7 separate regions of the Mus musculus genome follow, and all the other regions are linked to region 3. Evidence: chromatin contacts called from public promoter capture Hi-C data. All regions are on one chromosome and are shown on one strand. Each heading gives the region's core, a stretch centred on a gene start, on an enhancer-like site or on the middle of the called end of the contact. The rest is flanking DNA. Distances are from core to core; before and after follow the strand shown. Region 1 holds the start of Aebp1 (AE binding protein 1). Region 2 holds the start of Ogdh (oxoglutarate (alpha-ketoglutarate) dehydrogenase (lipoamide)). Region 3 holds the start of Selenom (selenoprotein M). Region 4 holds the start of Myl7 (myosin, light polypeptide 7, regulatory). Region 5 holds the start of Ppia (peptidylprolyl isomerase A). Region 6 holds the start of Ddx56 (DEAD box helicase 56). Region 7 holds the start of H2az2 (H2A.Z histone variant 2).

Region 1 (4,327 bases), core at 1,281-3,780, 2.3 Mb before region 3:
GAGAAAGCCACCAAGTTAATGACAAGGCCTCAAAATTCCCTTGTCTCAGAGTCCCAGGAATCTTTCCTCATTTCTCTGTCCTCAAAGAGGTCAGAGCCCCAGGGATCCTGCTACAAACCTCTCTTCTGCGGTAGCTCCTGGGCGCTGGGGTTGGAGGGTGAGGGGAGTAACCGATCCAGCGTTTCCAAGGGGGCCACAGTTGAGAACTTCTTTCCTGCCGAGGGCCTCTTAGTGGCCTTGGGTGGCTTCTCCTTAGGCTTCTTGGTGGCCTTGGGTGGCTTCTCCTTGGGCTTCTTGGTGGCCTTGGGTGGTTTCTCCTTGGGCTTCTTGGTGGCCTTGGGTGGCTTCTCCTTTGGTTTCTTGGTGGGCCTGGTAGAGCCCTCCAGGGGTTTTGTGGCTTTGGGGCCTTTGTCCTTCTTTCCTTTCTTCTCTTTGTCTTTGTTTTTTTCTGGAGGGACTGTCAAGGATGAAGATGCAGGAGCAGACAATCAGAGCCTAATCTGTGTGCCCACATGGTCCCCCTGGATGCCCAGAGCCTGGGTGTGAGGGCACCTGTCAGTCCCTGGTCTGGTACAGATCAGGAAACTGAGGTTAGCCATTTGCCCAAGTGATAGAATGAGAAACCTTGTCCAGGCATCCTATCTGTACATCCAGAGTGAACAGCAGCAACTCTTGGCTGCTCTGAAGTAGTGAGTTCAGGGCATGATATATAGAGAGACATCTCTGTCTGTCCAAACCTCCATGGGGTCCTCATAGTCCCTAATTCACATGTCTGCCTAACCCACATGCCTCACAGCTCAGTGCCAGGCATGGAAGGTACAGGGAAGAACCTGAAAGAGCAGGGCTACCCAAGCAAACAGCCAGGCAAATTAAAGACTGTGGCTTGGCCTTCCAAGAGCCTCCTTTCAAGGGAGAAGAAAAGCTTCAAAGAGACAGTCAGGCTGGGGATGTAGATCTGCCCTAGAGCAGTCAGTCCCCTGGTATGTAAGGCCCTGGATTTGGTTCCTTCCCAGGGAGGAAGGCAGGCAGGCAGGCCGGCAGTCACTCCGTAGGTCTTGAAGTCCCAAAAGGTTCCCGTTGAAACTCAAAACCAACAGGAGGCCCTTATCAAGGACAGAGGGAGAGAGAGGCAGGTAGGTAGTTCTCTCCGTGCTGGCTCATCTCAGAGAAGTCAAGTAGCAGGGGCCACCCTTCTAGCACCCTAGGAGCTGCAATTGCTGGGTGCGGAGAATTTAATGGCGAATGGGAAACACACAGGCAGCTGGCTGAAACACAGGGAATACAGCAAAACATGCAGCAGGAGCAGGGTCACTTGGCAATGTCCAGAACGTCTTGGTTGCTGGAGGCAAAGTGTGCAGGGAGGTGAGGGTAGGGAGAGCAGGACAGATCTACAGCAGTGGGGGCCGGAGGGGGAGTGGCTGACCTCAGGAATGATGAATGGTGCCTTACAGTCTCCTGGGAGAGAGATCACAAGATCCGTTGCCACTCTCCAGAGGGCCATGAAAAACAGCTAAGATTTACTGACAACGATTGCATAAGAGGCTCGGGGTTGCATGCCTCCGGGATGCTATCACCTCGCTTAGTTCTGACCATCTCAGACTGCCCACTTTCACCTGGAAGTCTTCCTCACCCCGCTCCCCTGTCTGTGTTCCTGTGGGAGAAGAGGAGGCAAGCAGATGCCTAGGCTTGAAGCTTGCCACTAAGAGACTAGGGCCAGTTCGGAGAGGCGAATCACAATTTCCCACTCGTCCAAACCTACACTCTCTTGAGACCTGGGATGAACAACTTGGGCGACCTCAAAAGCCCAGCGCCACCCTATGCTGAACACACACCTCCAGGTTTCCAAACTCCAGGACAGAACTGCTGCCTGGCAGTGTGTTGCCTTGCGTTGCCTTGGAGAGACATTCCTCACGGGGCAGCATGGGAAGTGGCTAGACCCTCCAGAGCCCCTGTATGCTCACTTGATGCCATGGCCACCCATGTCACCAGGTTCTCACCTTCTACATCTGCCCGCTGCTTGCCCCCTGCCTTGGATTTGCGGGGACGCTGGGTGGGTTCGGGAAGCGGCTGGACTTCCACGTCGTCTTCCCGGGGCGGGGACTGGGTCTCCAACTCCGAAAGGAAGCCTTCGAGGAACTCCTCGATCTCGTCGTCCGTCAGCACCGTCTGTGGGTTCCCCTCAGGGCACAGCGTCAGCAGTGCCAGGAGGCCGCAGAGCAGGGATGCGGTGCGCACTGGAGCCATGGCTCTGGGCACGCGCGGGAGCCGGGCGGGCTTGAGCAGGGACTTGGGTGGCAGGGGCAGCGCCCCGCGTAGGGGCGGGAAAGGGCGCGAGGAACGTGGGCGTCAAGGGTATCCAGAAAGCGGTGGGAAAGGGAGATTCAAGGAGAGCAAGGGGCTCCAGGAGAGGTTCTGGCGGGCCCAGCTCCGGCAGCAACTGGGCGCTCCTGCCCCGCGTGGCTGGCTCTCACGCGGACCGCCCTCCAGAGCGCTTGCGACGGCCTGGCCGGGGCGGGGGCTTCGGGTTTCCGGAGGGGGAGGAGGAGGAGCCGGCCTTGGACCGGGGGCTGCGGGGGAGGGAGGCGGAGCAGCACGGAGCCCAGACTAATAGCAGCGTCAGCGCCCAGTTTAGAGGGTCTGGGTGCAGGGCGCCTAGCGGGGAGGAAGGCCTGGGAGAAAAGAATGCAACAGTTATGGGGAAGGGAGTGTGCGGAGTCTAAGGAGACCTGTGCTCTAACCCGCTGTGCCCTTTGCTCTGAGCCCAGGGAGATTGCTAGGGGAGGGAGGGAGTAGGGCCCTCGAGGGTACTGGCGATCACCTCCTTTCCACTTTCTGGAGGTTAGCTCTTCAAAGTGTCACCTGCTGTGTGCTTGCACAGGTGTCACCTTTGTCCAGTTATCACCAACATCCCAGGTCTTTGGAGCCAATTTTTGCGAGGAAGGCTGTGAAAAGCTGTTCTCAGCAAGCTGCTGTCCTTATGGAGATAGGAGCCCCACTTCAGAGCTCAGGGCTCAGGTCCCAATGTGGAGTAATAGCTATTTCTCTCCTTCCTCTGACCAGAAGCGGTTAAAACAACAAATTGTTTACAACAGCTTCAGCTATGGCTTCTAGAATACAAACGTTGGCTGGCTCATAATGGCCATCATAGCTAAGCCCAGGAATGCCAGAGCATTTACCCATGAAGGATTAAAGATGTGAACGTGGGCTTGTAGCAGCCATAGGTCCAGGGCAGTGGCAGGCAGCTTTCAACCAAGGTGGGGAGGCACTCTGATAAAAAAGAATAGCGACCCCCAGATGATTGACATGGGAAAGTTTACATCTCAGCTGGAAGAGAAAAAAGAAAAAGCAGGTCAAGAAACACCAACACGATGCCACCTCCTCAGTCTTTCACCCTCACCCTCACCCTCTCTGTCCAGCATGAGCAGGGAGAAAAAGGGGAAATTTTCGGGTACTGGGCTCTGTAACCCACTGCTCTCAGGGAGTAGGCAAGCCCCTCCCGGCAGTCTCCTTTCTGGCTCTCCTTGAGGAAGCATGGAGACTATGCCAAGAACTGATGTGTGTGTGAGTGTGTGTGTGTGTGTGGGGGGGAGGGTCTAACCCATCTTAGCCCTCCTAGCTGTCTGACTCAGCAGGGGAACTCCGTGTCCACAACTTACTATACGCATATTAAATGGACCACCTTTCTGGTTTATTCGATTTTTTTGAGACAGAGTTTCTCTGTGTAGCTCTGGCTGTCCTGGAACTTGCTCTGTAGACCAGGCTGGCCTCGAACTCAGAAACCCACCTGCTGCTGCCTCCCAAGTGCTGGGATTAAAGGTGTGCACCACCACTGCCCGGCTAAATGGACCACTTTGTGCTGTGCCTAGCACACACGATCAGCCCTTGCATCCCACAGGCTGTTGGTCCTCATCCACTTTGCTCCCCCTCCCCCATCCCGGGACAATCCTCTCACAGCTAGGCCTCCCCATGAGAGACTTCAACCTGGTCGCAGAGCAAGAGTAAAGCAAGTCTCACTCATGGTCACCCTCTGAATCATTGTGCTCAAAGTCAGTTCTGGGAATTGGCTTCCGTGCCCCCAGTCTGGTCCAGTGTGTCATGCTGGGTATGCCACAGGGTGCATGAGGGGACATGGATGTCACTTCCCTAGGCATGGGTCATACTTGGACTGAATTTGGGTTGGATATTCTCTGCCAGGGAAAACAGAAGCCATTTCAAAAATGGAAAACAAAGAAACCTAAGGTCTAGAAAGCCTTTTCCTGAGCCTCAATGAGTCACGGACAGGAATTCGAGCAGAGGAGCTGGGCCCAGGAGGCCTGAGGGGTTGAGG
Region 2 (4,147 bases), core at 829-3,328, 2.8 Mb before region 3:
ATTTCTACCTCTACTCCAACCACAACCAGCTGGGAGCCTCATTCCAGCAACTATGCTAAAGGAACCCAAAGGAAGCCAGCAGAAAGAAAAATGACATTAGAAAAAAATTAGCAACATGGAAGATTAAAATTTTAACACATCACTATAAATCCTAACACATCATCAGGAGAAGCCCAATAGACAGGTAGATAAAACAGAATAAAGTATGTGCTGGTCTACAAGACTATCATTTCCAAGACAGCAACACTGAAAGTCAGGTTGAAAACACACATTTCATGGAAATATTAATCATATTTCCAAGAATAGCCCCATTATTATTTAATAAAATAAACGGCACAGAAAAGGCAATTACCAGCAACTGAAAGGCACATAAATAATGAGAAGATCAATCTGCCTTAGAGATAAGCAAGACTAAATGTGTATATACCAAGAAAGAAAGTAGGGGCCTGCAAATTGGACCAGTGTCACCAAACCTGATCACCTGTGGTCAACCCCTAGAAAGATGAAAGATGAGAACCAGCGCTCACAAGTTGCCCCGTGACATCTACACAAGCACTGTCACGTGTGCACATCTCCCTACCTACAAATAAATGTAACCTTTTAAATTAAAAAAAAAAAAAGAAAGAAAGCTGCATAGTATGTGATACAAAATGACAAGGATAGAAAAAGAGAAAAAGACAATTATAGTGTCACTTTCCTAACGCCACCTACTAATCTACCTGGTTCCACCTTCAAGGGCAAGGCTAGAGGATCAGACAAACAGAGGAACTCCAACGGTGTCCTCTGCTCAATGTCAGAGCACAGGATACACAGACACAAGTAGGGCCTGTAAGGGCAATGAAATCCACAGAAAAGCTGGGGGAAATTTTTACTTCTATTTTTAGTTACACGCTTCTACTTAGGGTGATGAAGACCAGTTGCACATTCGCAATAGCTTCACTATATACAGATAACACTTACGGACGTAGAGACCTCCATCGAATACAGGTTGACCCCACTGACCCCACTTGGGCCTGTAGAGGTGTTCCTTGAGTGACCTTTTGACGTCAAGGATCTAAAACTCCACCCTCCAATGATGCTTAACGCCGCCATTTTCTGATCTTACAGTCAGGAAGTTGAGTTACGCATGCGCACAACACCTAGCCCGTCACTTCTCATTACCTTTAATCCCTTTTCCACACCTCACCCTGCTCCTTCACCGTGTAGATACTCAAATGCCCTACACTCCGCTCTCCTGTCTTTACATGGTATCCACGTGAGGATTCTTGCCGAACCTGTCACTTCAGAGACTGGCACACTGCTCGGTGGGCAAAAGAAACATGATCTGGTAACTCATGCGAGGGCACAGTAGCAGGCTTCCCAGTCACTCTGGGTATAACTCACATCTGTCACACACTCTCGCGAGGAAAGCGGTGCGTGGATGGTGTTTCTAGGGAAACCAGTGTCACCTTGGCCGACAGCCTGGTTTACCTCATACCGGCAGGTGGGGCTGCCGCAGGCACCAAGGTCAGCGCCGTGTCCGGGCACGGCGAACACAAGGACGGCGGCCTGCTGGGGTCAGCGCACGCAGGACAAAAGAACGCGCGCGGGCCAGAGGGAGCGACCGGTCCACGTGACACGCCGCGACCTTGGGGCTCTCCCGGGCCGCCAGGCCACCTACTCCCTAGCCCGCCACCTTCGCGGCTCCGCCGCCAGAGCCAATAGCGCTCGGCCCCCCGACCCCCGGCGCAAGTCCGCGTCCGCCAATCTCCGCCCGCCTGGAGGACCCTGCCACGCCATTGGCTATAACGTCTGTCCGTCAGGTCTCGTCCCCCGCCCACCATCGCCGCCCTCCGCCAGCCCGGCTCTGTCCGGCTTCACGCCCGTCACTCAGGCACTCCGGAAGCAAGGACGCATAGGCCTCACCCTCGGCCGCGAGCTCCGGGTGTCAAGCGCCGAGCCTCCCAGCCCTGGACGGAGCCCGTCTGCCGCACAAGGTTACCTGTCTCCCGTTCAGCTCCACCCGAGTGAAGCGCCGACACCACTCCGGGCTCCAAACTCTCAGCCCCGCCCCGGCGTGTGGCGTCAACGCGTAGCCCGGCCCCAGAGGAGCGGCCTGCAAGACAGGCTGTGGGCGTGACGTGACGTCACAGAATTGGGTTTCAGTCGCTCGCTCGGGCTTCGCGCCAATGCAGAACTTTGCATCTGGCCAAAGCCAGCCTGTTGCTCACTGTCTTTCGGCTGTCATTAGCAGTTACACGGGAGACGCTTCCGAAGCTTGTTAAGAACCTGGTACATTCAGGGCGTGGGATGCCGTCTGATAATTGAAGCGTTTGGCGGGCCGAAGCAGGAGCGCTGCGACTTTGAGGCCCACGGGCTTTGTATCCAAAACAAGCTGCCCTAAATAATAGTTGGGTTGGTAAAATGTATCCCTGCACAAAATAATTTGAATAACATGAGTGACTATTTTGAACACTTGTTTTGCAGCAGTCCTTATGAAGATTAGTTAGCGAGGTCTAATGTGACTTGGTTGTCATGCGACTTGGGTGTTCCTGCTAGTATTCTGACAGGAAGCTGTGCTGGGGTCCCCCTGGATCTTCCTGGCTCCAGAGCCTGCTCTAAACAGACAAAATCCACTAGTTAACCTGTTACACTTCACTAATATGAAATGTTCCCCGTGTCAAAATGTTAAGCCAGAGCCTGGCTGTGTGAGTGCACACCTTAAAGCAGAGCACTCAGAAGCAGAGGCAGGCTCATCTCTGAGTTTGAGGTCAGCCTGGTCTACAGAGAGAGTTTCAGGGCCACATAGAGAAACCCTGTCTTGGGAAACAAAATAAAAAACTAACAAAAATATTCAGCCAGATTTTGCAGCACACACCTGCAATTTCAGAACAGAGAAAAACTGACCAATTGGGAGGTCAAGATGGGCTACATAGAGTTCTTGTGGGCAGCCTGGGCTACACAGTTGGATCAGGTCTCAAAAAGGAGAGTGGTTCATTTCATACTCATGTCTTTTGTTGTTGTTGTTTGAGACAATGGCATGTAGCTGAGGCTGGATTCAATTTCATAATGTAGGCTGACCTTGCTCTGTTTCTTTTACCTGCATATACCAGGTGCTAGGACTATAGCTATAAGTCCCATGCCCAGCTTCATGCTCATGGCCTTTAACTCTCCGCTTGTTTCTCTTTTTTAGCAGAGTAGTTTTTGATGGACAGCAATACAGACTGTCAGTTTATCCTTGCTATGTATGGCAAATGGCACCAGTGCTGGATGAGCTGGCTGGAGAGTCCTTTTGCTCTACTGAAATAGAAGTCACAAGTAGTCACAAGTATGCCAGAAGCTCTTCAAGCTTTGGTAGCAGTGATAGGCCACAGTACAAGGGCAGAAGCATCAGCAATGGTACACGTGAGTTGTCCTCCCATGGACCTGGGGTATATCGTCCTAAGAAGCCTAAGGGCTAAGAAGCCAAGATTCCTCAGCCCACAGTTAGAACTTGCTATTGCAGCTTAAATGTGGCCTAGGTACTCAAATCCCTCTATCCAGATTGCATAAAGAGTTATAGAGGGGCTGGAGAGATGACTCAGCAGTTAAGAGCACTGACTTCCAGAGGTCCTGAGTTCAATTCCCAGCAACCACATGATGGCTCACAACCATCTGTAATGGGATCCAATACCCTCTTCTGGTGTGTCTGAAGACAGCAACAGTGTACTACTGATAAACATAAAATATCTTTAAAAAAAAAGTTACAGAGATGTGTCAAGTCTTTATGGCTAAGGGCCTTTTTTGTTTGTTTGTTTGTGTGTTTTTTTGAGACAGAGTTTTTCTGTGTAGCACTGGCTGTCCTGGAACTTACTCTGTTGACCAGGCTCTGCCTCCCAAGTGCTCAGATTAAATGCGTGCGCCACCACTCCCGGCTATAGCTAAGGGTCTTATAGCCCACACTGTAATACTGGCTGATATTGAGTGCTAAGGAATCCTGCTTTACTAGGCCTATACAAAAGGCTTTCTTTGTGTTATAGCCTCAGCCCAGAAATAGTCAAAAAAGGACCACTTGTGCCAGGTGTGGTGGCGCCTTTAATCCCATCACTCAGGAGACAGAGGCAGGCGGATTTCTGAGTTCGAGGCCAACCTGGTCTACAAGGTGAGTTCCAGGACAGCCAGGGCTGCA
Region 3 (3,824 bases), core at 173-2,672:
CTCTGTACAGGTTGGGAAGCTCAGGCCTAGAGCCACAGGTAAAGAATGAGGGAGAGAAACCAGCCATGGGTCCCTGTCTGCATGTTATTGATAGCTGACCAATGCCCAGGAGACATGGGTTACGGCATTCTCCCTGTTGTCGGTAGAATTCTAACCCTGGCCTTTGGCCCTTGAGACGAAAGTCAGACTAGAAGGGAACAGCTCAGAACTACCCTAAGGGCCCTGTTAGAGGCACCTGCCATCTGGTCCCTACCCCACCCCATGCAGAGGCAGCCCTGCCAGCCACCTGTGGTTCAGCTTCAGGAACCATCTGGCTGATCTTCCCTAACTTGGGAGTATGGATGGTCCTTCTCTATTCCTGATGGGAGGCCGCAGCCCAACAGGAAGTCCAGACCTCCCTATTTCAGGCCTCCCTTACACTTCCTTTTGTTAATTTTTTTTTAAATTAAAAATAAACCAGCTAAGGCCCATGAAGAGTCTGCAAACATAGGAATCACTTAGGAAGACTCCAGGGGAGTCCTTTGGCCGGCAGGTGGTGGTGGTCCAGGGTGGCTGTGGACTGTTGGTATCTCATTTCCCTATCCTCTCCTCCAGCTCCAGCAGAGTACAGTGAGGGGAGGAGCTTAGGTCTTTTCTCCCCACCAGAAGAAAAGAGATTCTGGAATGCCAGGCACTAAGTCTGGGTGGGGGGAGAAATAATGGGGAAAGGTGAGGTTATCCTTAGAGAAGGTGGGTTCTAAGGGGCCAGTTTTCAAAAAATTATAGCCAGAGACCCACGGTAGGGCCAAGCCTGGAGCAGAGGCAAGGGTTCAGAGTGCCAGGCCACAAGGACGAGACTTCTTACTTCCACAGTAGATGCTGTTCATCATGCGGCTGGGAAATAAAAGGAATGATTCCCGGGCCGTGCAGGAGGGAAAGGGGGGGGGGGTGTTTCGGGAATTCTGGTATTCCTGAGGCCGGACTATATTCTTGGGATAAGGGGCAGCAAGGTTGTGGAACTGTCGTACTAAGGTTGGGAAAAGGCGCACTCACCTCCACCCGCCCCCTGGCCAGGCCTCGAAGACGGTTCCAATCCGGTCGGTAGTTGGTGGTGGAGGTGGCTGGAGCCACAAGGGCTGCAAGAAGCAGCAGCAGCGACGGCGGCGACAGTAGGATGCTCATCTGTGCCTGGCAGGAGACGTTCCGCAGGCTGCACCCAAACTCGGCCGCTGCGCCACGTCTGGCCCGCAAGCTGGCCCCGCCCAAGCCAAAAGCTCCGCCCAGCCATAAACCACGCCCCCAGAGCTAGAAACAGCCCCACTGACATCCCACCCAAATCGGGTGGTTGCCTCCCACTAACCCCCATCCCTGTCTCAGCTACTCTCTGGTCCTCCAGACTTCATGTTCCCAGTTCTCACAATCTCCATATTGCATTTGCCCACTAAGTGTGAAACGCTCCCGCAGGATGCCAGGAGACAGCACTACTTCGCGTCACCAGAGGGCGCAGGAGGTTCGCAGATGGACACAAGGATTTCTGGGTCAGAGAGTTAAGATAAGGAAGCAGGAACCTAGGAGATCTCCTTTATACGCTTTTGATGTCTTTGAACGAAATTCCGATCAAAGCTTCAATTCCCCAAAGCACACGTTGTAAGCGAGGACCATTACCTACGCCCCGCTCAAGAAAGCTCAGAGGGTAAAAGCGCTTGTTATGACAGCCTGACTCCTGAGTTTTATCCCTGAAACCTAAAAAAAAGTGAAAGAAAAACAGCAATTCCCACAAGTTGTGCTCTGTCCTCCACAGGCGTCCCCAACCGCTCACCATGGCATGTCCGTGCCTGTACAGGCACACGCGGTGCACACACACATATAATAATAATAATAAATATAAATTCTTACAAAGGAATACTACCTATCCTTTTTTACCTAGAAAAGGCTGGGAGGGTTAATATACACAATGCATCTCATTAGAACAGTATCTGGTCAGAGATGGTACACACCAATCTCCTACTGTCCTTGAACTCAAAGCAATACTCTTCACTCAACCTCCTGAGGGCAGGGTGATTAGGACAGACTCTGGCTGTGTTACCTTCCATTATTAGCTCTTCCCCTTCCTCATCACAACGGCCCCCTCCAGCAATGAACTCCGTTTTGCAGATTAGGAACTGTTTCAGAAATGTAAAATAGGCCAATTCATAGATCTGGATTTGAGCCCCAAACACCTCTGTGGATCATCTCCCTGGACCAAGGAGGAAACAGGTGGCACTCCATGTCCTCATGCCTTCAGCAGACACAGCAAGTACAATCAGTTTTTTGTCACCCTGGATTTAACCAGTCTCAAGTTGGAAATATTAGGAAGTAAAAACTGCCTCTGTACTGAACATGTACAGACTCTTTTCTTGTTGTTATTCCAACCAATAGAGCATTACAACTATTTATAGCATCTGTATTGTATTAGGTGTTATAAATTATCTAGAAATGATAGAAAGTACAAGATCAGGCCACACGGGCTTTAGGAAAATACTAAGCCATTTTATCTATGGATTTGAGCATCCTCATATTTCGAGTTTTGGTATGGAAGTGTGCCCTGGAACCAATCCCTGGCAGACAGCAAGAACACGCTGTGCCCTTTCCCACAGGATTCAGAGAACCTTGTCAACACTGAGCCAACGCTGCTTGTGATCCAAGGTATTTTTACCTTTCTGGGCTTATTCCACCACTTTTAAAATGCGCATTAAAAATGGGGCGGGGAGAACCATCAGCAGATAGTTCCATGACTATAGGCACTTGCTGCCAAGTCTGATGCCCTAAGTTCAAGTCCCAGAACCCATGACAAAAGGAAAGAAGAGACTCCCACAGATTGTCCTCTGACCGTCGCATGTTTCTAATATCAAGCACTCACAGACAGACAGACAGACACACACAAATGAATAAATAAACAAATATAAAAATATTGGTGAGATAACTTAACATGTAGAATCAATTGTTGTATAAGCATGAAGACTGAGTCTGGATTCCTACACCAGTGTGAAAAGCCAGCCATGATAATACAAGCCTGTAATCCTGGCCCTTAAGAGACAGGGCACGAGGATCAGAATTCAAAGCCATCCTCAGAGGGGCTGGAAAGATGGCTCAGCAGTTAAGAGGACCGGTTGTTCTTCCAGGGGGCCCACGTTTGATTCTTAGCACCCACATGGAAGCTAACAACTGTCTGTAGTTCTCATTCTAGGGAATCTGATGCCTTCTCCTGGCCTCTACAAGCACCGGGGGAATGCATGTACTGTTCAGACATGCTTGCAAGCAAAATCTCCATGGACATTGTCTTAGTCAGGGCTTCTATTCCTGCACAAACATGACCAAGAAGCAAGTTGGCGAGGAAAGGGTTTATTCGGCTTACACTTCCATACTACTGTTCATCACCAAAGGAAGTCAGGACTGGAACTCAAGCAGGTCAGGAAGCAGGAGCTGATGCAGAGGCCATGGAGGGATGCTACTTACTGGCTTGCTTCCCCTGGCTTGCTCAGCCTGCTCTCTTATAGAACCCAAGTCTACCAGCCCAGAGATGGGAGATGGTCCCACCCACAAGGGGCCTTTCCCCCTTGATCACTAATTGAGAAAATGCCTTACAGCTGGATCTCGTGAATGCATTTCCTCAACTGAAGCTCCTTTCTCTGTGATAACTCCAGCCTGTGTCAGGTTGACACAAAACTAGCCAGTACAGACATAAAACACAAATAAAAAATTTAAAAAGTAATCTTCCGTTTCATAGTGAGTTTAAGACCAGCCTAAACCTATGAGAACCCAACTCAAAAATAACACACACACACACACACACACACACACACACA
Region 4 (4,106 bases), core at 871-3,370, 2.4 Mb before region 3:
TTTCCCAGATGCCATGCCGCCCTCTCCACACCAGCTTGGAACCATGGGGGAGTTTTTAATTAAATATTTAAAACTACTTAAACATGGCCTGCTGATTGTTCTTTGGCCTCTGTGCATACTGATGGTGGTGAAAGCATACAGAGAAACGTCACTGATATACACAGACACTCCCTAAACTCGGCCATGTCTCAATTTGCTGTGTCCTCCAGACACTATACCCAGGGGCCTGTGAGAGGTAGGCTATAGGAATAGGAATGTGGAGGCATGGGGACACTAGGGGTACTGAATAGCCCCTGCTGGGCCCAGACCCCACCCCCACCCCCAGCTGCCCTTGCAACATGTGAAAGATAGAGGCTAGGATGCCAGGCTAGCTGCCACTCTGAGGAGGGGAGGGGTTGGTCCAGCTCTAGGATGGTCTCAGCAACATTCTATCTCAGAACCAGGGAGGAAGCAATATGGGCCAAGGCTAGGAGCTATTAAACAGTTTCTAAGGTCCCTCCAGAGGCTCTGGTAGATGGAATCTACCTAATGCTTTTCTATGCAGCATGAATATGCCTTCAGGTGAACGGACTTGTATGCGTTTAATGCACATTTATCTCTCACTGGGAACCCAGGGAGTCAAAGGCTTACTCTGTTCTCTGCTTCAGAAAAAAAATCCCAAATTGGTGGTTCTGTGGGAAAGTCACATTTTTCTTGAAATCTTGCTGTTTTCTGGTAATTCTCGTGTAGAATTGCTTCTATCGGCTTCACTTTCTTGAACCAACACGAGCATTTGCATTAACAGAGTACAACACTCATATTGGCACACTCACACATTGGAACAGATTTTCAGTCTTTCATCTTTTCGTACATACTGGGATCTGAGGCATTGTGCTGGTTTGTTTGTTTGTTTTGTTTTGTCTCTCTTTATACATCCAACTTGAATGATTGAACTTTGTTTTCAGGTAGTTAGGAGGGTGTTATAAAATATTCATACAAAAGGAGGCCTTGGAGTTGTGTGTGGTACAGACTTGTAATCCCAGCACCAGCCTGGGAAACATCGTGAGTTCCAGGCTAGCCTTGGCTACATAGCCGACCCTATCTCAAAATAAAAGAGGATGGAGTGGGACTTGAGTCCTAACAGGAGATAGTGCCCATATCCTAACTCACCTTGCATAGCCACATTGGGGTGAGGATGAACACTGAACCTAGTCAGAGACCTACTCATGATCTCCCCTAAGCTGTCCAGCTTCTCTGACTCCTCTGCCACACTAAGGTCCTCAAAAGTTGACGGCTGCTGCTTGCAACCAAAGCCCCTTGGTCCCAAATTCAGAAACATGAGATGGTCTTTGTGGGCCAGTTTCATAAGAACCCAAAACTTTTCCTGTGAAACAGCATCATGTAGGCCTGCCACGTGCCAGGGTTTCTGGATTCCAGATGTGGAGCAAGCTGGGTGCCCAGGAGAAGGCTACAGCTCTCAGTTGGGAACGTCAGAGAGAATTTGGAGGAGGAGGGTAGAGTTGAGATGGAGCTTAAGAAACACAAGATTCCGTATAGGGTGGGTACGCGCGTCTCAGCAGGACAGGCCGAGTGAAGAGCGCATGTCTGAATGTAGGGAGAGCAGCATTCGGTCACTCCAATCCTGAGTTACCCCCAAATCAAGCCAATGGTCCTGTGGGGCTCACAGCCTGGTTAGAACTGCTGTCTGTCCATTGTCAGATGGCCAGCAGGCCAGAACTCAGGGGTTTTATCTGACCCAGGGGATTCAGGCCAGAGACCATTCTCAGAATCATGTACTGCTTCCCAAGCCCAGAGTATAGACAGCACTAGTCAGGTGAGAGGACGGTCAGATGCAGGCATCACAGGGAATCACACCACCATGACCTGGACTAGCACACGTTTGGAGCGTCTCTGACCAGGGAAGACATGGAGCCTGGTCACAAGAGATGGATGGGTGGATCCTAGGATGTTACACTTGGGGGCCTGAAGGTTACCAGGAGTGTGAATAGGATCTATGTGGAGCCCTGTCTTTCTCCACCAGCGGGGGCTTCCAAGTTTAGCCCAATCATCCATTCCTCTCCTTATTTGGGCCTCTGGGTGATAAGGCTGAGACATAAAGAGCTGGGTGGCACGATCACTCAGTCAGACCGCCACAGATCATGGTGAGTGCTGGGTGGGGAACAAGAGACCAGCCACACCCAGGTGCTAGTCTCTGAGCTGCCCTGGGACAGAGCCAGGGACTTGTGTGCCTGTGCTGGGCTCAGGGAAGTGATCTCGGGTGGGGAAAGGCACCTCTCCCTGGCACTCCCACGAGACTACATGAGGTAGGGAGGAGGTCTTTGGAGAACTGGAGAGAGGACCCCTCTGATCATCAGTATTACAGGCCAGTAGGAAGGCTGGGACCCGAGGCAAGGCTGCAGCCACCAAGCAGGCACAACGTGGCTCTTCTAATGTCTTCTCAATGTTCGAACAAGCCCAGATTCAGGAATTCAAGGAAGTGAGTAGCCTATCCCAAACAGCCTCTCCCCGATCCGGGGAGCCACTTCATACCCCATGCACACGGCTCTCCTCTGAGGGTCAGTGCTCCTGCCTCCAACCTCGCTCATACTACCCGAGACTCTCCCTTACCCGCCATCCCTGGAAGAGATGGGGTGAGCAGCTCCCACCTGCAGGCCATCTCCTCACAGGCCTTCAGCTGCATTGACCAGAACAGGGATGGGATCATCTGCAAATCAGACCTGAAGGAGACCTATTCCCAGCTCGGTGAGTGGGTCCAGGAGCAACCTCCCAGGGACCCGGCTTGTTCACCTCAGGCACTTGCTCCGAGAGAGGACAGTGCCCCGCCCTTTCTCTCCTACTTAGCCTCATTCAGGCAGGAATCCCCCTCCCCCACCTGCCACACAGCTAGAGCTGCCCCTGCCTCTGCCCTCACTGCCTGGGAAGCCCGGGAGGGCGGCCTGGGTCACCTCAAGACCTACTCTCCTAGGGAGGGTAAGTGTTCCGGAGGAAGAGCTGGACGCCATGCTGCAGGAAGGGAAGGGTCCCATCAACTTCACCGTCTTCCTCACACTCTTCGGGGAGAAGCTCAATGGTGAGTTGGCAGGAGGTCTGAGTCTCCTTAGCCACAGCGCAAACCCGACCTCACCTGACCCGGGAGCCCCACGTGAGGCTCAACCTAACTCCCCTGAAACCTGTGCACCCTGCCTGCCCAGGGCCAACGCAGAGGATGTGGAGCGCCTGAACTGGCTTGGGTTCAGGAAATATCCACTTCCTAATCACAGTTTTGACTTCCCAGCCGGGCCTGCCAACCCCTTTGATGCCCAAGAAACACTCTGAATTCCGACTCAAGTCTCTTCTGCACCCTCCAATCTACCCCACCCCACCTTTATTCACTCGGTATAGCCGGAGCCCTTCAGGCCCCAGTACAAAGAAGCTCCCTTGTACTCCAAGTTCATCCTGGGTGGGGCCTCGCGGCAGGGGATCTGAGAGTTCACTTGGCTGCCTCGCCCCGCCCCCCCCTCCAGGGACGGACCCCGAGGAAGCCATCCTGAGTGCCTTCCGCATGTTCGACCCCAGCGGCCAGGGGGTGGTGAACAAGGAAGAGTAAGTGAGGCCCTTTCATGCCCCAGGGCGGGCGCCATGGGGAAACCCAGAAGGTGGTGAGGTTCTTTGTGCGCCTCAGGCAGGTGAGCAGCTCTACCCTGGGCCCCAGCCTCGCACTCCCAGCTCAGGCATTCTCTCTCCTCAGGTTCAAGCAGCTTCTCATGACCCAGGCAGACAAGTTCTCTCCTGCTGAGGTGAGACACCCAGACCCACCAACTCCTGTTCCTGTCATGACCCGCTGCCCCCCCCCTCACGCCCCCCACAGGGCTGTGTTGGTGGGAGCCAAATGGATAACAGGATCTTCTGAGAAGAGATATAGGCTCTGTTAAAACCCAAAAGGGAGGACGCAGACTCCCAAGAGGGTGGGTTTATCTATGTGGTGAGCCCTTTGGCCCCTTCCCCATTGGGCCTGTTTCCTAATCTGTTCAGAAACAGGAAAATCCAGCAGACTGCAGTTTGGGGTTGAAAAGGCTGAGTCCGGAAGCACAGCTGTTGGGACAGGGTATCATAGGGTGACATCTCTG
Region 5 (4,169 bases), core at 1,596-4,095, 2.9 Mb before region 3:
ATACTGCAAAGAACAGAGCCTGTGCTGGGGACAGTCATCCGCCTCAGAAGAACTCACATGTATTGCTATGTACACACACAAGAAAAAACAGGCAACTGGAAAGAAATGGTGTAATACTAGCTCAAGTACAACTAAAACATGCTGGCTCAATAAAAGGAGCTAAAAAATAAAAAATTTCAGGGCTGGTGAGATGGCTCAGCGGTTAAGAGCGCTGACTGCTCTTCCAAAGGTCCTGAGTTCAAATCCCAGAAACCACATGGTAGCTCACAACCATCCGTAACAAAATCTGATGCTCTCTTCTGAAGAAAGCTACAGTGTACTTACATATAATCAATCAATCAATAAATATTTTAAAAATAAATAAATAAACAAACAAAAATTTCAATTTAATAAATACCTGGCACATGAATCCTGGAATAATTCTGTGAAAGGAGGAACCCTTATAGCCAAATCCTTTCTCTCCAGTGCTCAGAGCTCGAAAGTTTTCTGTTAAAAAAACAAAAAACATGTATACACATATACTTATTCTTTTTTATAGTTTTACCCACAAAACTTGTTAAAACTAGAAAATGAAACCAACCTGCTGTCTTTGGAACTTTGTCTGCAAACAGCTGTAACAAAGAAATGAACAGCTAGTTAATATATAGGTGAACAGTCTCATGCTTAATGTCTTTAGCTTTAGGGACTTGTGAGTCAAATTCATTCTCAGAACACCACTTTGGTAATAACGTTCAATTCCTAGTAAGAAATCACACCTATCAGCTTTAAGATTCTACAGGGTTGAGAACCAAAAAATATGAAGGAAATCTGGAACTAGTCATTACTTAAAATAGTGACAGACTCCTTAAGCATGACTCAAGAGCTTTTAATACATCACACCTACTTCTGAATAGACTTGAGGCTTCTCAAAAGCATACCATCACTCCTAACTTCATGTTGAAACCTAAAATCAAATTCTCAAAGCACTGTCACACAATGCATGATTAGGCAAATAAACTGTTAGTTTCTGGCAATGAAAATGCTACCACCTTCAACCTGTCAGCATAGCTTTAAGCATCAGGTGAGTGGCTCCTAACCTAATTGTAGAGGACTGTAGAGGATTCCAACACTTCAATATCTACATGCCCTTTCATAGCTAGTTGAAAACCACAACTCATCAGTTGCAGCATCTACACTTCTCTTGGAGGAATACATTTATGGTTTAAGTAGTTAAATATGTGACTCCTTTGGACTGTTTTTTTTTTCTCACAGCTTAACAGCTTTCCAAGTCCACATTTTTTTTCATCAAATTATGACTTCAAAGCCTTTCTTGGCAGCTCCACCTCTATTTTCACCTATGGGCTCATCTCATTCCCATTAAGCTCTGGTTAACCTGATACTATCCTACCCAGGCTAAGCTTAGGCCAAGTTTCCACAAGAGTCCTTGTCAATTATCAGCTCTTGACTAGATACATGCTGGGTGAGGGCTAATTAGAACCTAGTGCTCTTTTTATGTGCCTACCTACTATGTGTACCCAGCACTGTGGCAGGCGGGCAATCGGGAGATCTAGCTTTTGAGTTAAAAACTCACCAATGATAGCTTCTGGAGTTTAACAGTACAGACACTAAGTAACATATTCCACTATGGCCTAAGGGCTAGTACTGAGGCTAACAATAATATTTAATTTTGGGGTTTTTTGTTTTTTTCGAGACAGGGTTTCTCTGTATAGCCCTGGCTGTCCTGGAACTCACACTGTAGACCAGCGTGGCCTCGAACTCAGAAATCCGCCTGCCTCTGCCTCCCGGGTGCTGGGATTAAAGGCGTGCGCCACCACGCCCGGCTGAATATTTAATTTTGTAAAAGAAAAACGCCAATTGTTTAGGGTACTCTAATTACTAACTGATCTTTAAGCAGCCACTTAACCTCCAGAACTAATTAAGTAGGTAACTACTGGCAATCCACTTTGGTCAATGCAAACTGCAGCGTGGCCAGTCATAACATGCCTGTCTCACTGAGGGTAATAGGGAGGGGTTCAGAGCGCCTCCCCCGCTGCGCCATCACTGCGACAGGAGGCGGTCCTTGGGCACCAGCAAAAGCCAAGCCTTTCTCGTTTCCGCTCGGGGGTGGGGGACGCGGAGGGGTATTTTGAGCCTCCCTAACCAAATGTGGCTACTTCGGACCAAATGGCCAAAGGTTCAATTCACACTCAAGTCTGCTATAAAACGATTATTTTATATTCTTCGTAGGAACCACTAGGTTTAGGAAACCACTAGGTTTAACCGGGCTAACGAGCACGTCCGGGCTCTCCGAGCCTTCGCCCCTGAGACCTTAGGCAGGGTCCCTGCTCAGATCCGAGTAAAAGGCTGTGGGGCTCCGGAAAGCAGGCTGGGAAGAGGCCCGCGGGGCTGCAGCGCCGCAGCGGAGCAGGGCGGGGCCCAACGGCTGGGAGAAGGGAGAGGCGCGGAGCACGTGCGCCCGGCCTCGCGGGGCCCCACAGGACGCAGCCACGTGCGCCTGCGGGGAGGCCGGGACGGGCGGGGACGGCCCCCTCCCCCAACGGCCGCGCCCCGCCCGGCTTTGTCCGCAGCCCGCCCAGCCTCCCCGCGCCTCGCCAGCCTCCCAAAATGGCCCCTCGTCAGGAAATGGCGCCGCCACCCGCGCTCGCTCCACCGGAGGGTCGGGCCGCGCCCGAGAGAGCCTCCCCCTCCACAGCTCCCGGGACCCCACCCTGGAGCACCACTGCCCACCCGACCTCGAAGGAGACGCGGCCCAAGGGCTCGTCATCGGCCGTGATGTCGAAGAACACGGTGGGGTTGACCATGGCTGCAGCAAGCGGCGAAAAGCGACAGTGGCGTCTGCAAAGCGGCACGAGCCTCGCCGCGGCTTCCTTTATACCCGGTTCGGGCCCCGCCCACCACCGAGTCGCGCGCCCGGACCTGGATCAATCACAACTGCTTTCCAAACGGAGTGACGGCGCGACAGGCCTATGGGCGGGCGCGGGCGCGGGTGGGGCGGGGCGCGAGGCGCGCGTGCGCTGTAGCGCGCAGAGGCAGGTTCCCGCCCGCGGGCTCCTACTAGATGGTTGCGGCGCGGTCGGTGGGGGAAGAGTCCGAGGGCAGTTAGGGAGGGTGGCCACGCAATCTGGCTGTCCTTAGGAACGCGTCGGGGCCCCTGGTCTTCCCCAGTGGTACCGCGTATCTTCCCATTGCACAGAGCAAGTAACTGAGGCAAACATGGTCCTCAAGGTCGAGCGGCCCTTCAAGGTCGGGCGGGGTCCTGAGGCGCTGCCCTCTCTGCGGAAACTCGAACAGGCAGGCATCCCTGGGCCTAGATCCAGGACCCACACCGTCATTGTGCAATGGCAACCGCTTCCTGATAGGTCCCTGTGAGCGCCTCCGTTTTCTTAAACTCTGGGGAACGGGCACAAGCAGCCCCCTCATTTTAAAGATTATGAAATACTTTTTAAATGTCCTACTTTCCAAATATATCTTGTGTTTTCTCCAGGAGGAAGCTATTTAAACACGATCCTGGTCAGAGTCTACCTGTAATTTTTTTCTCCCCGACCCCCAATACCCCAAGGTCTTCTCATTTCCTCATGTGGCCTAAGGCGTGCTCTCAAAGGCTTCACACGCCTGTAAATCCCACCTCTAGGTAGATGGAGACAGGAGGATAGTGAGTTCCATACAGCCTGAGCTGTAAGTGTGAGGCCCTGCCTCATAAACAAAGCCTGAGTATGGGAAAGTCGGTGCTGTGGAAGACCCTTCACCATAGCGTCTGCTGGAGTTGGCTCCCGAGCTGTAAGGCCTTTAGACACAGAACCTCAGGAATGTGGGTCTGGCCATGCCTTATTTGGATGAATCAGACCAAAAGCACATTAGGTTGAACTACAAAGAGTTTTGATTTGCCAAACTGGAAAATTCTGTACCAGTGTGCTTTGTGCATATAGCATCATGTAAACCTGCTTTTCTCAAAACTGTTAAGTGCTTGCAGGACAAGCTCAAGGACCTACCTGCGTTTGGATCCCCAGCACCTATGTAAAAGCCAGGCCATTGGGAGGAGTCTGTAAGTCCAGGCCTGGAGGCAATGGAGACTGACTGGTTAGACAGTCTAGGCAAGACTGAGTCAGTATAGTGGATAAGGTAGAGACAGGGATGGGGAGAAGGCCCCATGGTTAAGAGCACTTGCCTTT
Region 6 (3,800 bases), core at 927-3,426, 2.8 Mb before region 3:
TGGCTCTGATCTTCGAGTGTTGGGGTTTTATTGTGTGGTAAGATGCCCAGAAATAAAGTGTCCTTTGGATGACTTAGATGTGTAGATCAACATGAGGTTTTGTTTTTTTTTTTTTGAGATAGGGTTTCTCTGTGTAGCCCAGGAACTCACTCTGTAGACCAGGCTGGCCTCGAACTCAGAAATCCGCCTGCCTCTGCCTCCCAAGTGCTGGGATTAAAGGTGTGTGCCACGACTGCCCGGCAACATGAGGCAACTTTTCTGCTCTGATGTCTCAAGAATTGTAGCCAGCAAAGTAGACTGGACCTGAGAGAGCGAGAGGCTAGAAAAGGCCAGGCCAGGCATCGATGGGTTTGTCCACAATAAACACATTGGAGCACCAAGCTCTGAACAAGCAAGTTTCTTTCCTGTTGATTCCTTTCCACCACACCCCCTATCCCCACCTTGGAAACAAACAGATTTCTGGCAGCATTCAGTTATGGCCAGATTCAGTCGTGTATGTGAGGGATATGGTAGGTAGGAAAATGACTGCCTCAAAGGTATTTCCATCCTAACTCCTGAAACTTGTGAATGCCATTCAGCATGGCCAAGATTGCTGACCAGATAACTTTAAAGTAGGGAGTTAGTCTAGATCAGTCATTCTCAACTTGTAGGCCATGACCCCTTTAGGGGTCAAATAACCCATTCACAGGGTCCACCTAAGACCAGCAGAAAAGACACATTTACATCATGATTCATAAGAGTAGCAAAATTACAGTTGTGAAATAGTAAAAATGATGTTCTGGATGGGGGTCACTTCAACGTGAGGAACTGTATTAAAGGGTAGCAGCATTGGGAAGGTTGAGAAGCACTGATCTAGATCATCAGTTTGAGCTCACTGCAGTCACAGGTGCCAGAGTCCAGCGTTTTGCAGTTAGGCTTCTAGCCCCACCTTAAGTCTCCCCCTTTTCCTCTCCTTTGCTGCTGATTGAGACTCTAAGGCATCATGCACGCTAGGGAAGTGCTCTACATTGATCCTGTTGCCCACTTAATGACCCCTTTTATTGGTCTTTTCCTTCAGCTCAGCCCCTCCTGTTATCAGGAGGGCTTTCCCTTTCTTAATAGGTGGTCACTATAAGACCCTGTTGGTAAATGTTTTTAGTCCCCACCAATCTCTTTTCTGTTATTGCCCTAACAATAGTTACAGCGCCCAGAAGAAATGGGCCTAAGGTCAACTGACACTTTTTTGGCTTTAGGTGTTTTAAGAGGTCCCAAGGAAGGGTGGTAGTGCATGCCTTTAATTCCAGCACTAGGGAGGCTGAGTCAAACCAGTCTGGTCTACCTACCAAGTTCCAGGCCAGCCACTACATAATGAGGCCATGTCTCAAAAAAACCAATCAATCAATCTTCCCCAGGCAGTGATGGCACATGCCTTTAATCTCAGCATTTGGGAGGCAGAGGCAGGCGGATTTCTGAGTTTGAAGCCAGCCTGGTCTACAGAGTGAGTTCCAGGACAGCCAGGGCCACACAGAGAAACCCTGTCTTGAAAAAAACAAACAAACAAACAAAAAAAAAAAAACAAAAAAAAAACAAAAACAGAAGAAAAAGTCCTAAGGACATTCCCTGGTAAGGAATTCTCAAAGAATGGGCCTTATTAACATGTGTAACAAAGTCTGATTTTCGTTTTCTGGGAAAGATGGTCCCAGGAAGGGTTCGAGTCAACTTGGCTCTTCTTCTAAGAGCTGTTAAGGATTGCACCGCGTGTTGGCAGTATTTGTGAAAATCTTCATAGTAGCTGAAGGCCTGATTTAACATTTATCTTAGGTTAGCAACTTGTGCCGCGATTTCTGCCCAGTGAGATTTGCCTCTGGTTACCCACAGAACCCTAATTCCTTTGCGCATGTGCCTAAGTGGCGGCTGCCTCCCTTTAGCCAAAACGCGGTCGATCCCAACCATAACCTAGCAAAGCCCTGCCCACGTCACTCTGTGGGTCAGGGAAGGCTGAGGCGCCAGAGAAGAGGCATCCACAATTCGGAGGGCGTTCAAGGGACAGCATTGCGGAACGCTCCTGCGCAGAGCCAGCACAAATTGGTAGCAACGTCGGACACCCAGGAGAAAGTACTTCCAGGAAGTGACGTACCTTCCAGAGCTGATTAGTTGTTGGTTTGTCCCGCCCTACGCGTGCGCACTGACAGCGTGGAGTCACGCCATGGAGGACCAAGAAGCGCTGGGTTTTGAACACATGGGCCTGGATCCCCGGCTCCTGCAGGTATGGGGTAGGCTGTGGAGCTGCTACCCGGTGTGCCGCTGTACTCCACGCCGCTTGAGCTGCGTCCTCTTCCTTCTTAGGCTGTCACCGATTTGGGCTGGTCGCGACCTACGTTGATCCAGGAAAAGGCCATTCCTCTGGCGCTGGAGGGGAAGGACCTCCTGGCCCGCGCCCGCACAGGCTCCGGGAAGACCGCAGCTTATGCTATTCCGATGCTTCAGTCGCTTCTCCACAAGAAGGCGGTGGGTAGCGAGAGGAGCAGTGAGTATGAGGCAGGACGCTCCAAAAGAATAGGGAATGAAGTGCCCGACTGTGCCAAGGTTCCTCCTATAGGTCCTGTGTCAGTGTTAGGCGGCCCATAGAGAACTTGGTCAATTTGCAGCTTAATCTCTGAGCTGGAGTTCAGGTTACTTGGCTCTCAACCCGGGCCTTGGTGCCACGACCGCCATCCTGTTGTAATTTTGAGTAACCTTTTATCTAGAGGGGGACTCATCAGCTCCGTAGTACGTTAAGTGATTTCAGCAAGTTCTAAATTTGAGTGCCTGGGAAAGCTCTGCCCCCTGTGCTGTGAGGTGGGCAGAATTAAGAGTTTATCAGGACACAGCTAGGTGGTTGTGTTGCAGTACATGGTTCTGACTGTTTGGGCGGACCCAGTACTTTGAACGGTCTTGAATTGGTGTTCTTACAGACAGGTCCTGTAATGGAGCAGGCTGTGAGAGGCCTTGTTCTTGTTCCTACCAAGGAGCTGGCACGGCAGGCCCAGGCCATGATCCAGCAACTGGCTGCCTACTGTGCTCGGGATGTGCGAGTGGCTAACGTCTCAGCTGCAGAAGACTCAGCTTCTCAGAGGTGGGTGAAACCTGCAGGCCTCCAAAGGGAGAACGCTTTGCAAGTGTGTGCCCTTGGTGGTGTGAGTGGCTAGCCTGGGCAGGTCTGCCAGGGCGAGGGTCTGGCTGCTAAATCCTTGCCACCTGCAGAGCTGTGTTGATGGAGAAGCCAGATGTGGTGGTGGGAACCCCATCCCGAGTGTTAAGCCACTTGCAGCAGAACACCTTGAAACTCCGGGACTCCCTAGAGCTGCTGGTGGTAGATGAAGCTGACCTTCTTTTTTCCTTTGGCTTTGAGGATGAACTCAAGAGTCTTCTCTGGTAAGGAAGAAACAGAAGTGGCTCCTAGACCTGCAAGGGTCTGGACTTGGGACTGGAGTGGAATGGGTGGGCTGGAGCCTGATCAAGCCCTGTTCTTTCTTTCAGTCACTTGCCTCGGATTTACCAGGCTTTTCTCATGTCGGCCACTTTCAATGAGGATGTACAAACTCTGAAGGAGCTGGTACTGCATAACCCGGTAAGTGGAGCATCTGGGACTGAGACCCAAGTCTCTGAACTTGTTGATCCTTCTCAGGAAACTTCTGGCGCTTGCGGGGGGACTATTTTTGTTAGGTATGTCTTTCCTAATTCTTAATCACTGAAAGGAAGTCACTTGAAGTCATTATATATTTATAGCTTTCCCTAGTCCAAACTGTGCTTTGCTTGGAAGTCACTTGGGGTCACGTTTC
Region 7 (3,747 bases), core at 604-3,103, 2.9 Mb before region 3:
TGTACTGTGTCACCTTGTGGGGTAGTGCTTTGCACATTTCTTGCAGAATGTCCGGCAGGTCTTAGGCACGTTCACCATGTTCGCAGGAGAGCTAGCAGCTCGGAAAGAGCTCACTTCAGTCTTTAAGTGCTAAGATTACAGGTGTGTCCTACCGGATCTAGCTGTGTTTACTCTTAAAGGATGCTTAAGTGAGGCAAGGCAAGAGGACTGCTTTAAGAAAAGGCAAAAAGGTGTGCAAAGGGAGAGTGGAGTTTAAGGTGTTAGGGGGAAGTGATAAAAGACAAGGTGAGCAGGGGTCAGAAAATGTAGGGAATTCAATACTTAGAAGTATAATGGTTGGTACACTGGTAAGACCATTATCATTTGATTACAGTATTGCCTGGGGAACTGATTCCAAACTTGAACACAGGGTTCTGTTATCTGAACACATTATTCCATTCATTCCACTCACAGTTGTCCATATCTTCATATCTTTTTTTAAAAGATTATGTGTGTGTGTGTATACACTTGCTATACTCCAGACACACCAGAAGAGGGCAACAGACCCAATTACAGATGGTTGTGAGCCACCATGTTGTTGAGAATTGAACTCAGGACCTCTGGACAAGCAGTCAGTGAACCACTGAACCACCGCTCCAGCCCCATGTTTGTTTGTTTTTGAGAAAGGGTTTCTTTGTGTAGTCCTGGCTGTCTTGGAACTTGCTTTGTAGACCAGGCTGGCCTGGAACGCAAAAATCCACCTGCCTCTGCCTCCTGAGTGCTCGGATCAAAGACGTCACCCCACCCCACCCCACCCACTCCCCTCAAGTACTTGTCCATATATTTAAATGAATAATTCATTTAGAAGTTCATCCCTTCCTCGTTTAGCATTAAAATTATTTTTTCATAAAGACCTGCTCCAAGTTGCTTCTTCTGATGGAGGTTGATCTCAGAGCTATAGTCCCTGTCAAAAGAAACAATTCAAATTTTGAGACAGGTATTGTCTAGCTGGAGATAAATTTCTAAAACAATGGCTTGGAAAAATCCTACCACAAGAACGAAGTCTCAATACAACAACAAACAAACAACAACAAAAACCGTAGAAAACTATTTTGCTCACAACTAACTCCTACAACTGGTCTGTGCTTCCTAATGGGAAAAAAATTAAGCTTTGAAGCTGGAACCAGAACAAAGTCTAAGACTTCTGATGAAGGCTGTATGCAAATGACTACATTCACCTAAGTGCGTTTCTCTAGCTGAGAAATGGATGTGGCTCTCCCAAATCTCCCGGGCTCATTGATGATCACAAAAATAATAAAACCTTTTAAAGTTGTGTGAATGGGTTGGCGATAGCTAGAGAATTTAACTAGGTGCGGACTACGATATACACTTATTCCTAAATTTTCACAATAGCTTTTGCACAAAGGTAACTCTACTTTAGACATTTGACCCTGTGCTACCTAAACGTTCCCCTTAAACTTGTTGCAATTGAAGAAAAACAAAGCAAAGAAGTCCTGGCGGGCTCTGAAATGGGCGGGAAAGGCACAGCTGTGCCGAATCGCTCCAGTCTATTGGTTCACCGAGCTGTTGTTCCCAGCCTCCCGCCCCCGTGCGGCCGACAATGTTTTCATTGGCTTTCCTCCTCTCTCATTGGTTCATTCTTCTGTTCATCAGAAGTCCGCGCAAGGAGAGCGGCGGAGAGAGTGTCAATGTTTGGTCGGAGGGCCCACCTCCAAGGGCCGTGTGCAAAAAACAAACAGCGGTTAGGGAGGCGGCACCGGGAGGGCGGAGTTATGGCTAGAAGGAAGCGTACAATTGGCCGGCCGCCGAGGTTCAAACGAACAACGTGAGCGGCTATTGGTGGAGGCGGCGCGAGGCGGGCCCCGGGCATTGTCCCGCTCTGGCTGCGGCGGTCCGACTGCGAGAGCGGCGGCGGCGGCGGCGCGGGGCTGCAGTGGGCGTCGCGCGGCCGAGACCATGGTGAGTGCGGGGTCGCGCGTGGAGTGGGCGCGCAGAAGCCCCGGACGGCTGCTCCACCTGGGGGATCGGGAGTGGGCGGTGTCGCGCTTCGGAGCCGGAGTGCCCGCTGTTCCGGACTCCGCCGGGGGTTGGGGGGGCGCGCCGGACGCGGGAGGCAGAAGCAGGGGGGCGGGTGCTGCGCCGCACAGAGGAGGTCCGGCTGTAGCCCTGCGAGTTCTGAGGCTTCGGCTCAGGGTTACGTAATGCCCCCCGCTGAGGATCGGAGGAGTTCTGATCCTGCCCACCAGAACCGCTCGCCTCGTCAGCGGCTTGCCGGTTATTCTTTGGAATAGAAGTTTATTTACTTGGCTTCATCTTAAAGTATCTTTTCATTCTGTAGTTTAGATCTAGTTGAAAGTGACTTCTAAAGAAAGAAAGTGAGTAAAACTTTAGCCCCATTCTGAAATTGAGGGGAAAGTCCTAAAACCAATCGAGACCTATGTGTTTCACCAAGATTAAGGGGAGTGACGCTCTCTTTTTGGAATTATATTTCTGTCGGTATCCTGCTTGAAATATGCTTTCGCTGTTATAGAAATAGTAAGCCTTCCCAAGAAGGACTCTCTGCATGCACTTAGAGATTAGTTAAGGAAAAGCTCTTTATCTTTTCTTTGACGCTTGTCTGGCTGGGCTAAGACTCAAGCAAGAGCCTGCCTCCAACTGAAGAGCTTACTAATTTATGTACATTTTAGATGTGTGCATTCCACAGACTCTGTTATCCTGACATCTCTTTTGAGGTCCCAGGTTACACTTTGAACAATTTAAGCAGAGACAGGAGATTGCAAGTCTGACCGCTGAAGTGGATAGATTTATACATATTACTACATATGGCTAGGAGTATTTTTAAGTATGCCACTGTTCTTTTTCAAAGTTATTACCGAGGGTCATCATACCTACCTTGCAGAATTACAAGCTGGTTTATCTTTATCTGGGCCTAACTGCTGGTCATAGATCAGTTCTGTCTCCTTTGTCACGGGAATGAGTCTGATTGGGTGGCCCATCCTGGTGAACAGTTGTCTCCTAACATCCTAAGTTCCATGTTTTTAATTTGCAGGCCTGCTTAGCATACTGCTTATCTTCGAGGGGTTTGAGAGGCGGTCCACCTTTAGCTAAATTTCACTTGGGCCAATGTTTCCTGAGCAAATCTATTACTAAATCCATTGTAACATCAGTTTTATTACTTTGTGTTTCATCTACATTTTCACATGATAGGTACTTTATTTTTGGGTTTTTTTTTTTTTTCTTTTTCTTTCTTTCTTTTTTTTTTTTTTTCGGTTTTTGGTTTTTCGAGACAGGGTTTCTCTGTATATAGCCCTGGCTGTCCTGGAACTCACTTTGTAGACCAGGCTGGCCTCGAACTCAGAAATCTGCCTGCCTCTGCCTCCCAGGATTAAAGGTGTGCGCCACCACGCCCGGCTTGACAGGTACTTTCAACAGGTGCTTCTTGCTTAAAAGTTAAAAATCAACCCCAGGCTATCATTTCTCATACTGTAGATAATAATAGTTTGTCTCATTGTTGACCATGACATCTGAGGCATTTAATAGATCAACTATAAATAGATTGGCTAATGGAAAGTCTCCAAGTTTAGACTGTAAAATTCTCAGACTTTGAACTAGAAAACTTGTGTCATTTGTAGTTAGTTGTTCTGTGGTGATCATGAGGAAGTGCTCTGACAAGCAGCATAGGTTATTTCTTTGTAAATGAATTTGCTCAAACAGTTGATTTTTCATAGCCCTTGGTTTTTTTTCTTT

The links. Promoter capture Hi-C pulls out the DNA fragments that hold promoters and counts their contacts.
Region 1: a contact with region 3 is called in a promoter capture Hi-C map of liver, with 7 times the contacts expected there. The contact joins the promoter of Aebp1 here to the promoter of Selenom in region 3. A contact is called at or near these places in 2 of 39 promoter capture datasets (embryonic stem cells and liver).
Region 2: a contact with region 3 is called in a promoter capture Hi-C map of embryonic stem cells, with 5 times the contacts expected there. The contact joins the promoter of Ogdh here to the promoter of Selenom in region 3. A contact is called at or near these places in 3 of 39 promoter capture datasets (the SN4741 cell line, embryonic stem cells and liver) and 1 of 9 other capture datasets (liver).
Region 4: a contact with region 3 is called in a promoter capture Hi-C map of hippocampal neurons, with 4 times the contacts expected there. The contact joins the promoter of Myl7 here to the promoter of Selenom in region 3. A contact is called at or near these places in 2 of 39 promoter capture datasets (embryonic stem cells and hippocampal neurons), 1 of 115 datasets of contacts at active chromatin or transcription factors (the HL-1 cell line) and 1 of 9 other capture datasets (liver).
Region 5: a contact with region 3 is called in a promoter capture Hi-C map of liver, with 6 times the contacts expected there. The contact joins the promoter of Ppia here to the promoter of Selenom in region 3. A contact is called at or near these places in 3 of 39 promoter capture datasets (embryonic stem cells, hippocampal neurons and liver).
Region 6: a contact with region 3 is called in a promoter capture Hi-C map of liver, with 3 times the contacts expected there. The contact joins the promoter of Ddx56 here to the promoter of Selenom in region 3. A contact is called at or near these places in 3 of 39 promoter capture datasets (the C10 cell line and liver).
Region 7: a contact with region 3 is called in a promoter capture Hi-C map of embryonic stem cells, with 7 times the contacts expected there. The contact joins the promoter of H2az2 here to the promoter of Selenom in region 3. A contact is called at or near these places in 4 of 39 promoter capture datasets (embryonic stem cells, hippocampal neurons and liver).

The regions. Positions count from the first base shown.
Region 1 is chr11:5,860,069-5,864,395 of GRCm38.p6, reverse strand. It overlaps Aebp1 (AE binding protein 1), which reads right to left and starts at 2,530. Exons shown (of 21, transcript NM_009636.3): 1 at 1,998-2,530; 2 at 119-457. The coding sequence starts at 2,244.
Region 2 is chr11:6,289,528-6,293,674 of GRCm38.p6, reverse strand. Ogdh (oxoglutarate (alpha-ketoglutarate) dehydrogenase (lipoamide)) reads right to left here and starts at 2,078. Exons shown (of 23, transcript NM_010956.4): 1 at 1,982-2,078. Gm46270 (predicted gene, 46270) reads left to right here and starts at 1,412. Exons shown (of 1, transcript NR_168687.1): 1 at 1,412-3,858.
Region 3 is chr11:3,512,282-3,516,105 of GRCm38.p6, reverse strand. It overlaps Selenom (selenoprotein M), which reads right to left and starts at 1,422. Exons shown (of 5, transcript NM_053267.3): 1 at 1,033-1,422. The coding sequence starts at 1,161.
Region 4 is chr11:5,896,796-5,900,901 of GRCm38.p6, reverse strand. Myl7 (myosin, light polypeptide 7, regulatory) reads left to right here and starts at 2,120. Exons shown (of 7, transcript NM_022879.2): 1 at 2,120-2,141; 2 at 2,363-2,476; 3 at 2,667-2,742; 4 at 2,966-3,070; 5 at 3,504-3,582; 6 at 3,728-3,776. The coding sequence starts at 2,139. Gck (glucokinase) reads left to right here. Exons shown (of 10, transcript NM_001287386.1): 10 at 1-82.
Region 5 is chr11:6,414,543-6,418,711 of GRCm38.p6, reverse strand. Ppia (peptidylprolyl isomerase A) reads right to left here and starts at 2,845. Exons shown (of 5, transcript NM_008907.2): 1 at 2,733-2,845; 2 at 581-611; 3 at 398-486. The coding sequence starts at 2,801.
Region 6 is chr11:6,266,105-6,269,904 of GRCm38.p6, reverse strand. It overlaps Ddx56 (DEAD box helicase 56), which reads left to right and starts at 2,176. Exons shown (of 14, transcript NM_026538.3): 1 at 2,176-2,245; 2 at 2,326-2,487; 3 at 2,934-3,094; 4 at 3,223-3,393; 5 at 3,499-3,589. The coding sequence starts at 2,186.
Region 7 is chr11:6,442,549-6,446,295 of GRCm38.p6, reverse strand. H2az2 (H2A.Z histone variant 2) reads left to right here and starts at 1,853. Exons shown (of 5, transcript NM_029938.1): 1 at 1,853-1,959. The coding sequence starts at 1,957. It also overlaps the pseudogene Gm11970.